Regions from separate parts of the Rattus norvegicus genome. Here region 1 is linked to region 2. Evidence: chromatin contacts called from public Hi-C data. All regions are on one chromosome and are shown on one strand. The core of a region is the stretch at or near the end of the contact, and the rest is flanking DNA. Distances in the headings are between cores, read along the strand shown.

The links. Hi-C and Micro-C count contacts between places; a contact is called where the count stands out from the background.
Region 1: a contact with region 2 is called in a Hi-C map of Schwann cells, with 3 times the contacts expected there. The contact joins two enhancer-like sites. A contact is called at or near these places in 6 of 12 Hi-C or Micro-C datasets (Schwann cells, frontal cortex, kidney and 2 more).

The regions. Positions count from the first base shown.
Region 1 is chr1:53,041,318-53,045,920 of GRCr8, reverse strand. It overlaps Qki (QKI, KH domain containing RNA binding), which reads right to left. Exons shown (of 8, transcript NM_001414465.1): 8 at 1-1,652. The coding sequence ends at 1,636. Among named protein-coding and RNA genes, the nearest start is that of Qki, 110 kb to the right of the region's middle. Within about 2 kb of position 1,585, at least 4 of the 93 cell types and tissues checked have an H3K27ac peak or open chromatin away from gene starts, as enhancers often do. A contact at or near this core is called in Schwann cells, where this site is marked.
Region 2 is chr1:52,940,998-52,945,049 of GRCr8, reverse strand. All of the region lies in intron 1 of Qki (QKI, KH domain containing RNA binding), which reads right to left. Among named protein-coding and RNA genes, the nearest start is that of Qki, 7.6 kb to the right of the region's middle. Within about 2 kb of position 2,424, at least 23 of the 93 cell types and tissues checked have an H3K27ac peak or open chromatin away from gene starts, as enhancers often do. A contact at or near this core is called in Schwann cells, where this site is marked.

The sequences.
Region 1 (4,603 bases), core at 336-2,835, 100 kb before region 2:
TAAAAAATTTCAAAGATTCATTTTTGTGAAAAAGTTTTTTAGGCATTACGATTATTTCTAATTGGTAAGAAAAAAAATCCATTGTATTCCTCTTCTCCAAATAAAATAAAGTTCTAATTTAATTTTGTCTGTAAACTGATGTTCAGATCTCACATAATTTTTTTTCTAAACTTCAGAATTCTTTGGGCTAACACTGAAGACGGTAATAACTAAAAGAACTCAATTATGATTTGTAAAAGAATGGCATTTTAAAATTTACTAGTCAGACATTAGAAAAGCTATCAAATTTTTTTTCACAGTATCAGATTTGGCAAACTGGCATCAAGATAACGTGACACAAATCTTATCATTTAGACCATCAACTCATTTGTCTCTCCTCATATCTCCTTTCACATACTGGGCGAGGGAGGAACATGCAGTAACTTTATTCTGAGGGAGGAGCTGATCTTACAGGACACTTGACTAAATGACCATGAAGGAAAATAAGGCACTTTCTTTTTCTTTAGACTTATTCCAATACTTAAAAAATAAAAAAGAAAGACAAAAAGGCTCTTTTGGTCTTTTGTTTCTTGACAACCACCAGAAAAAATCATTTAATGAAATAAAGGGTTTCTTTGTTCTTTTTCTTTTTTTTATAACACTTGAAAGTATAAAATGCTACATTTCCAAAAATATATATATTTTTTCTGCACCAGCACCCTTGTATAGTAAAAGTATCTACTTTTTGTTCATTTGTTTCAATGCACTACACTTTATCTACAATTTCATTACATGTATACAGCAAATAGGCAAGCATGGCTTTTACATCCTTAATGATATTTTCTATACAGGGAGGTTTAAAAAAAATATTTGAACAGTTTGCCCAGTAATGTGACACATAATGCATGTACCTTGTTCTCGTATAATTTTAAGTGGTGTAAAATAAAGATTTGAAAATTTTAACTCAGATACTCAACTTTTTAAAAATAGTGTTGTAGTTTTGTTCTTTGCATTACTTTTCAAAACTCCTTGTTAAGTTTTTCTCTCATGGCACACTTTGTTCTAATACTTCAAATTTTGGCAGGCAATATAAAAAGGCTGCAATGTCTGCCCTTTGAGGGCACTGTAGTGACTAAACAAACAGCATGTCAAATTTTGAATACTTTTGAAGTCACTTCCCCAATGACGTCCCTGACCGAAGGTTCATGCATGATGCATTGTCACACAGTACATTCAGAGAGAGCTTTGACTTCGCTAGGAAAGAAAAGGATTCCTACAAGTCTCTCACAGTAACTGCCTCTGTCACTGAGTAGTTAGGGCCATCTGTCTCCCCTTCTTAAGAGAGGCCTTCTTACCGTTCGCTTGGGGTGGGGCATTGAAAGATGATCAGTGCTGTGGGATGAATCGGGCCTTATTGCTTTACTACTATTCAGTGCAGGTTCTAGAACCACTTTCACCCAAACAGGGGGGGAAAAGCTGAGTTGGAGGACAATTTCTTTGTCTTTTGTTTGGTTAGATGGTAAGACGAACGGACAAGTGCCTCAGCTCGCTGCACTGACGACAGGCAAGCAAAGGCGATTACCAGTTAACTGATCAGCAGGCAGGCATGGTCAGGTCATCATTGGGTGAAGAGTTCAGAGGTCAGAAGGTCATAGGTTAGTTGCCGGTGGCGGCTGGGTGGTTAGAAACAAAAAACAAAACAAAAAAAAGAAAAGAAAAGATAGAGAAGAGATTAGTTTCAGCTAGTGACGGCTTAATGACAACATGAAAACTAATCACAACTAATAAAAAAAAGCATGTTGAATTCTGACAAACTGATTGACACCATCTACAGAATACAATAAAAATCATGACAATTTCATATCATGATTTGAACAAATGAAGAAGAGCCCACTCCCACAAAAAATAATTTGAAAAACCCAACTTGTTAACAGAAAAAATAGAAATAAAATACAGCTAACAACTAATAGTTAGTAGCAGTCAATGAAGGAAATTGGAAACGATGATGAACAGGTTTGGTATAAAGAATTCTCAACAGTCAGTGCAGTTATTAAGTATCTGACTGCTATTAAGCATTAGTATTCTCTCAGATGCAAGCAATAAAGCAACTATTAATGATGGATGTGATTATTAATAACTGATGATTAACAGAAATGAATCTAAGGAAATTTAAATTGCTATGAACAATTTGGTTCAACATAAACTCTGGGCCAAACAAAGTTTCTTTTGTTCAATAAATGTTTATTGCTTTTTCAATTATCCTATTTACAAACAACATGGGATTCTTGGCCTCATGATACAAAGCAATACTGTAGTCTAGCAGTGTAGGCAACATCATGGGAACCAGAAAAAGGCCAGGCCTTTTTTGCACCAGCCAACATTTTCCAGTTGAAAATACTAATTTACACATAAAGAACACTTATAAAATGCACTTGCATGTAAACACTGTAAAATCCTGCATTTAAAACTCTATACCTCAAAGAACTCTACGTACATAAAAAATAGAAGAAATTTCTAACTGATACCAAGAAGGCATTTTTAAAACTACAAACAGCTTTCTTTATTCAATTTCAAAGCTAATACTCTGCAAATACAATAAAATCTGACATTTCATATACATTCCTGCTTTATATTTTTATATTTTAAAAGAAGCCACCTGTAAATACTATTTTCTTTTGCAAAGTAACAAAAAAGAACAAAAAAAAACTTTAAAAAATTACAGTAAAACATAAAGTAGTTCTCAAGTGGAAAAGTTATCACTCCAAATGTCCGTGAGTAGCTCCTTCTTTAATCAGCCTCTCACATTCTACTTCACCAAACTTGGTCCACTTAACAGTAGTATAATGTTTAAGACTCATTCAACAGCTTAATTATTTCTACTATATTCTGAGGTTTGACAGAATTTTCTGTACTGTTGCCATTGAGACAAAGGCAGGAGAGATGTGAATGAAAAGATGCTCAGTGCAAGTTAGATACTATGCCACTTCATAAATCAAACCTAGTAGGTGTAATGTTCACAAGGTTTAAATGTTCTATATAATAGACCTATTTACCTCTGTATGACAAAAATGGTTTCTATAGTCTATCAATTAGGACAGTTTATAAATACTACAAAAATATTGTATCTTCAATATAATCAAATCTTCCCTGAATTTCTTAAAAGGAAGCAGAATTTTATTTAAATTTAAAACAAAACCAAAAACGCTGTTCCAAAGTCTTAAATTTTTGTAAGTAATGGTTTTTGTCAAATCATTACTTGGATAATTTCTGATTACGTTTGAGTCTGGATTATTTAACAAAGTACATCATCATATCCAGTACATCTAAAAATACATCCTCTGCCATGTCCTGGACTCCTACAGTACACACAGGTATGTCAACTGTGCAAAATCACGTATAGTTCACTACAACTATAAAGTCAGTTGGTCTTTAAGTTTCAAACTGATTTTGAAATAAGTGTGGAGGTGGGTTTGTTTTAGTAAGCAACTAGATACTTGTCAACCATGCAACTACTCTAAATGCTCCCATATAGTTACATGGTTATATTGTCCTCGGGCTGCTTCCTTGCATCAAATGAATGCTAATAATACTCTTCTCCTTAAAGGATTAAAAATAAAAAAATAAAAAAACAAAAAACAGTAGTATCATAAAATAATGTAAGTCGAGGGCTTCGGTTCTCGCCCTTAGACCCAGTGAGTACATGTGGTGATCATGTGCATGCATAAGTGATCTGTTTCTAGAAAAAGAAAGGAAAAGGTTGGGATGGAGGGATGGAGGAGCAGGGGGATGAAGACGTTTCGGTTTGCTGACACTGCATTTTTTAACACAAACAGAACTAATCAAAATAAACACAGCTCCAGATGAGCCATGCATGGAATGTGTTGTCATTTTCCAAATACAATAAGATCTTGGTCTAATACTTTCAACTGTCTGAAGGCTCTGGAGTACAAAGTGAGGAAGGATTATTGTGTTAACAACAAAAAAAAAAAATCTAAGAGGAAGGAACACGGGACCCCCCCCCCCAAAAAAAAAAAAAAAAGCAAACCCTAAAGGGGGAAAATTACTTCACAATCAAAACACTCTGTAAGATAATCATTTTAGACTTTAGCAGTAAGATACAGCTTCAAATTATGTATGAGACTGCCCACATCTCAAGTGACCTGACCCATCTAACTTCCTCATCTCTATGTGACTCTGAGAGAATGGTTGATATGCTCACACTTGGCATAACTGCATGTGGTATTATTGTTATGGATATGCCCCCAGATTGGTTCAATGAATAACCACTACAAAAATGTGTATGTTAGCTAAAGTTTTCAGGACTCTTTTAGTATATATGGTACTAAATAAAGATCACTGATGTCTTTGGAAGGGTATTTTATTTCTAATATACAAAAGCAATTGTGTGCAGTATTTATTTTGGTGGTTATTCAAGAGTAGGGTAACAATGTCTACTATGCTTGGGATTCCAATCTTGCAATTAAAAACACAAAAACAAAAGAACCACACAAAAAGGTAAAAAAAAAAAAAAACAAAAAAAAACCAACAACAACAACAAAAAAAAACACAATTCAATGTCAAAAAACCGAAACTATCACTCCTCAAATAAGCATAAATAATTTAA
Region 2 (4,052 bases), core at 1,175-3,674:
TATTAATTTTGAAAGATAAAACTTTAAGAATGGATTATCAATGTATCTCTACCATATTTTAATCAATACTGACAATTCAGTTAAGCAGAAGTAACACATATCAGCAAAGTAATGCTCAAAAAATCTCATTATGCTTGCTAACACAGATTTGATTTAATACATGACATCACAAAAGTTTCTTCCTTCTTTTCAACTTTCATTTTAAAAAATTAAAAAGTGCAATTTTTGTCATGCAGTGGTGTTGCAATGCCCCTTTAATCCCAGCACTCAGGAAACAAACACAGATGGATCTCTTAAGTTTCAGGACAGCCAGGGATACAACAGAGAAACCCTGTCTCCTCCCCACCCCCCAAAAAAGCCCACAACTTAAAACAATTAAGTTCAATTCTCTCTTAAGTGATCAAAATTGGGCTGAAAACAACACACGCACGCACACAGGCACTCATGCACGCACATGCACACACACACTCACTTTTCTGACATGATAAAATACAATGTCAGAGCATTTGTCTAAACAGAAAAGTATCTTTGAAGTTTGCAGAAGAGGGCTTATGAAGCTTTGAGTTCCCCAGTCTTGTCCAGAAAGGAATCGTAATAAGTCAACCATATACAAATGCTTAACCTTCCACCCTGATTCTATATACCTATATGACGTGTTTTTATTAGTTTATGCACAAGTTCACTATGACATACCCAAAAAGTCCAAAACTTAAGAATTCCTGGAATAAAATTCAACTATCAAGTCCAGTATGTAGAAGCACCACAATCCAGTCCTGGTTTTGCCTACTCTCTAAACTTCACTTACTGTTCACACTACTACTCTGCAAGCATTTGCCATTCCAACTAACCAACTAATCAATATGTATGTTCTAAGAAAAGCTTGTATCCTGCCATCACCAGTCCTCATCCTTCTTTTCTTCCGGGGTCTTTCTTGTTAGACAGCCCTGACTGGCCTAGACCTTGCTATGTATATCAGGCTAACTTTAAACTCAGGCATGTGCCACTGTGTACTAATACAGTAGCACCTTCTGACTACCTTTCTGACTGTCCCCCTTTGTCCTAGAGCATACCTTCCCACTCACTTCATTCCAGACTACCAAGACCAGGTTACACTACTCAAGAAGGTCTACTTAATTAACACTTCAGGTCTGTACCTGTAAACTACCAGTTAAGGACTCTCAAGAACATAAAGCTAATAGTTAAAGCACCTTCCTCTGCCTTTCCGGTTTCTCTACCAGATTATTCCTACCAGAAGAAACTTAAAAATATTGATAGAAGAAGACTTCTCATATGAGCAATCTTTTGTATCTTATATCCTCAGAATAGACAGACTTTGCTTAGAAAAGGAGTTTATTCTATTTGTAAGAATAAAACAAATGATACAGCATTTGCCCAGCATGTATGAAGCTCTAGGTTCAATTCTTAGCATACAACTGTATCTAGGTAATAAAATTACTTTGCACAAAGAACTAAGACTTCTACTTCAAGGGTTTTTTTTTAATATAATTACAAATGAACAGTCACTCACCCTCCAGAAACTGGTATAGGAAATAGGATGTAGTAACTAAATGCGGCACACCTAACTCCCCAGCTCACAATCGTCTTTCTTTAGCACAGAGACTCTGAAACCTGTGGGTCATGACCCCACTGGAGATGGGAAGACCCTTTCACAAGGACCACGTATCTAATATCCTGCATATTTACGATTCATAACAGTACAAAATTAGTTATGAAATAGCAACAAAATAATTTTATAGTTGGAGGCCACCACCACATGAGACTATAATATTAAAGGTTGACAGCAGCTGCTTTATAGAGTGTCATTCTTAGTTACCTCCCTGACTTAAAAACAACAAAAACAGAGCTATGCCCCACGCTGATCTAAAGGTGAAGCAAACTTACCTTCCTGGCCTGAATCACTTATCAGTATTAAGCCTCTATATTAAATCTTCTAATGAAAAATACTGCCTTCCTCTGAGTGGTTACTAAAAATAACAGTAATAAAAATAGCAACACTGGTAAATGAACACTGAATTCATTTGTATAACAATATTTTAAGAACTGGGGCTCTATCCTTTGGTTACAGAAAAGTTCAAGTAAATTTAAATCCTCCAAACATACCTTTGATTTCTCACTTTTAGAATAACTGACACCTCCCCCCCCAAAAAAAGGTCTTATTTTTAGCTATTTTAAGAAGAATATATATTCTAGCTCCAAGAAGTTGACCAGCATTTGTTCAAGTCCAACATAGCACAGAAGTGGCAAAATTGCTTCCGTCTTCCCTCTGTTCACACAGGGAGGGAGGCTCTAACAGTTTTCCAGTGTGTGGAAATACACTGGAACTCTCTTCCTCTCAGTCTACTCGCATGAGTGGCACATACATCATAAAACAAGTCAGCATACAGAATGAAGGGCCTGCACCACCTCTACAACAACGAGCGAGCTTTGTGATAAAGGCAAGTCCCCACCCTCTCTAGACTGCTATGTCTACATTTTCTGGTCTCAGGTCCTAACAGTTCTGAATATGATCACTTGATTTGCACTAATTTTCCCTCCGCTAAGACTTATCCAAGAAATGTCTTTCTTGGTGTTATTTCTATATTCTCTTCCACAATACGTACGAGACGATTTTTGAAACTGAGTAAATAGTATGACATTGAAGTTTAAGATCCACAGTATTTTTAATTTTTACTTGTTTTATGTGTGTATGAGCATTCTGGCTTGCACATGATATACTATACGCTGTGTGAAGGTGCGTGCCTAGTGCTCAAAGAGGCTAGAAGAGGATGTCAGATGCCCCTGGGACTGGGGTTACAGATGGGTGTGAGCCATCATGTGGGTGCTGAGAATTAATCCTGGTCCTCTAGAAGAGTAGACAGTTCTCAACTGCTGGACCATCTCTCTAGCCCTTAAAATTCTGTACTATTTTTCCTAGGTCTTAAGAACTGTCTTAAGTTCTTAAGACTGTAACAAATATGTTTGCTGGATTTTGTCCTATGTATTTCAAATCATAAACCTAGCTCCCAATAACTTGCTACTGACCAAGCTGATCGTGCCCCTGACTCTATAATAATTTGGTTTTGTACTAAATCCAGAACAAGGCTTAAAAACCTGAACCTTTACAATCTTAGGCCCAGCAGATTAATCACTACCTCCACAACCTGCTTCTTGTCTTCCCTCTAAGTTCACCACCTCCACTATGCTGGCCAGCACTCACCTGGTGTCTTCCTTTACAGATCCACAAGCACTCTCAAGCATGCATTCTTCTTGTATCATACCCACAAAGGACCATTTTGTGGAATTACCTGCCTTTTCATGTTTTCTCCTAGCACTCTACTCCCTTTGGACAGGATCTAAAACAACCTGAACTAGACAATTCTTTCATAAAAATAACAGTAATGATACAAGGCCTATATATTGATTTTAAGAGCAAATGGCTAAAAAACTTACCTACATAATTCTAAAAATGTTAAAACTTACAAGGACTAATATAAGCACTGACATGTTTCTGTGTATGGATGGACATTTGGACATAATGACAAAAACAACCCTAAATAAGCAAAGGAATTTTATACTTCTAATTCCTACCCTTATCTATGATAATAAAGTAAAATCAATATTAAACACAGAATAACTACTACATATATATTACAAAGGGAGGGGGATAATTTTTATTGGATTTTTTTAATTTACATTTCAATGTTATCCCCTTTCCTGGTTTCCTGTCCATAAACCCCTTATCCCAGCCCCCCTCCCCCTGGGAGGGAGATTTTTTTTTTTAAGGAAAGAAAATGCAGTTACCTTTGTTCTCTAAGAGTCCAAAGCTTTCACTGATTATTACAAAACTGCTTTATGTGTTTAAAGTATTAGTGTTTAATTCCACTTCTATATTGTGATTAAAAGCATTTAAAGAAAAACTAGAATTCAAAAGGAATGTAAGTTGATGTGATTTTAAATTTAAACATCAAAGTGTCTGTTACAAGTTGAGTTGTACACATGGAGTGAATCACTTCTAAAAGGCATACAGAAACAATCAGATCTAAGTTCCAATG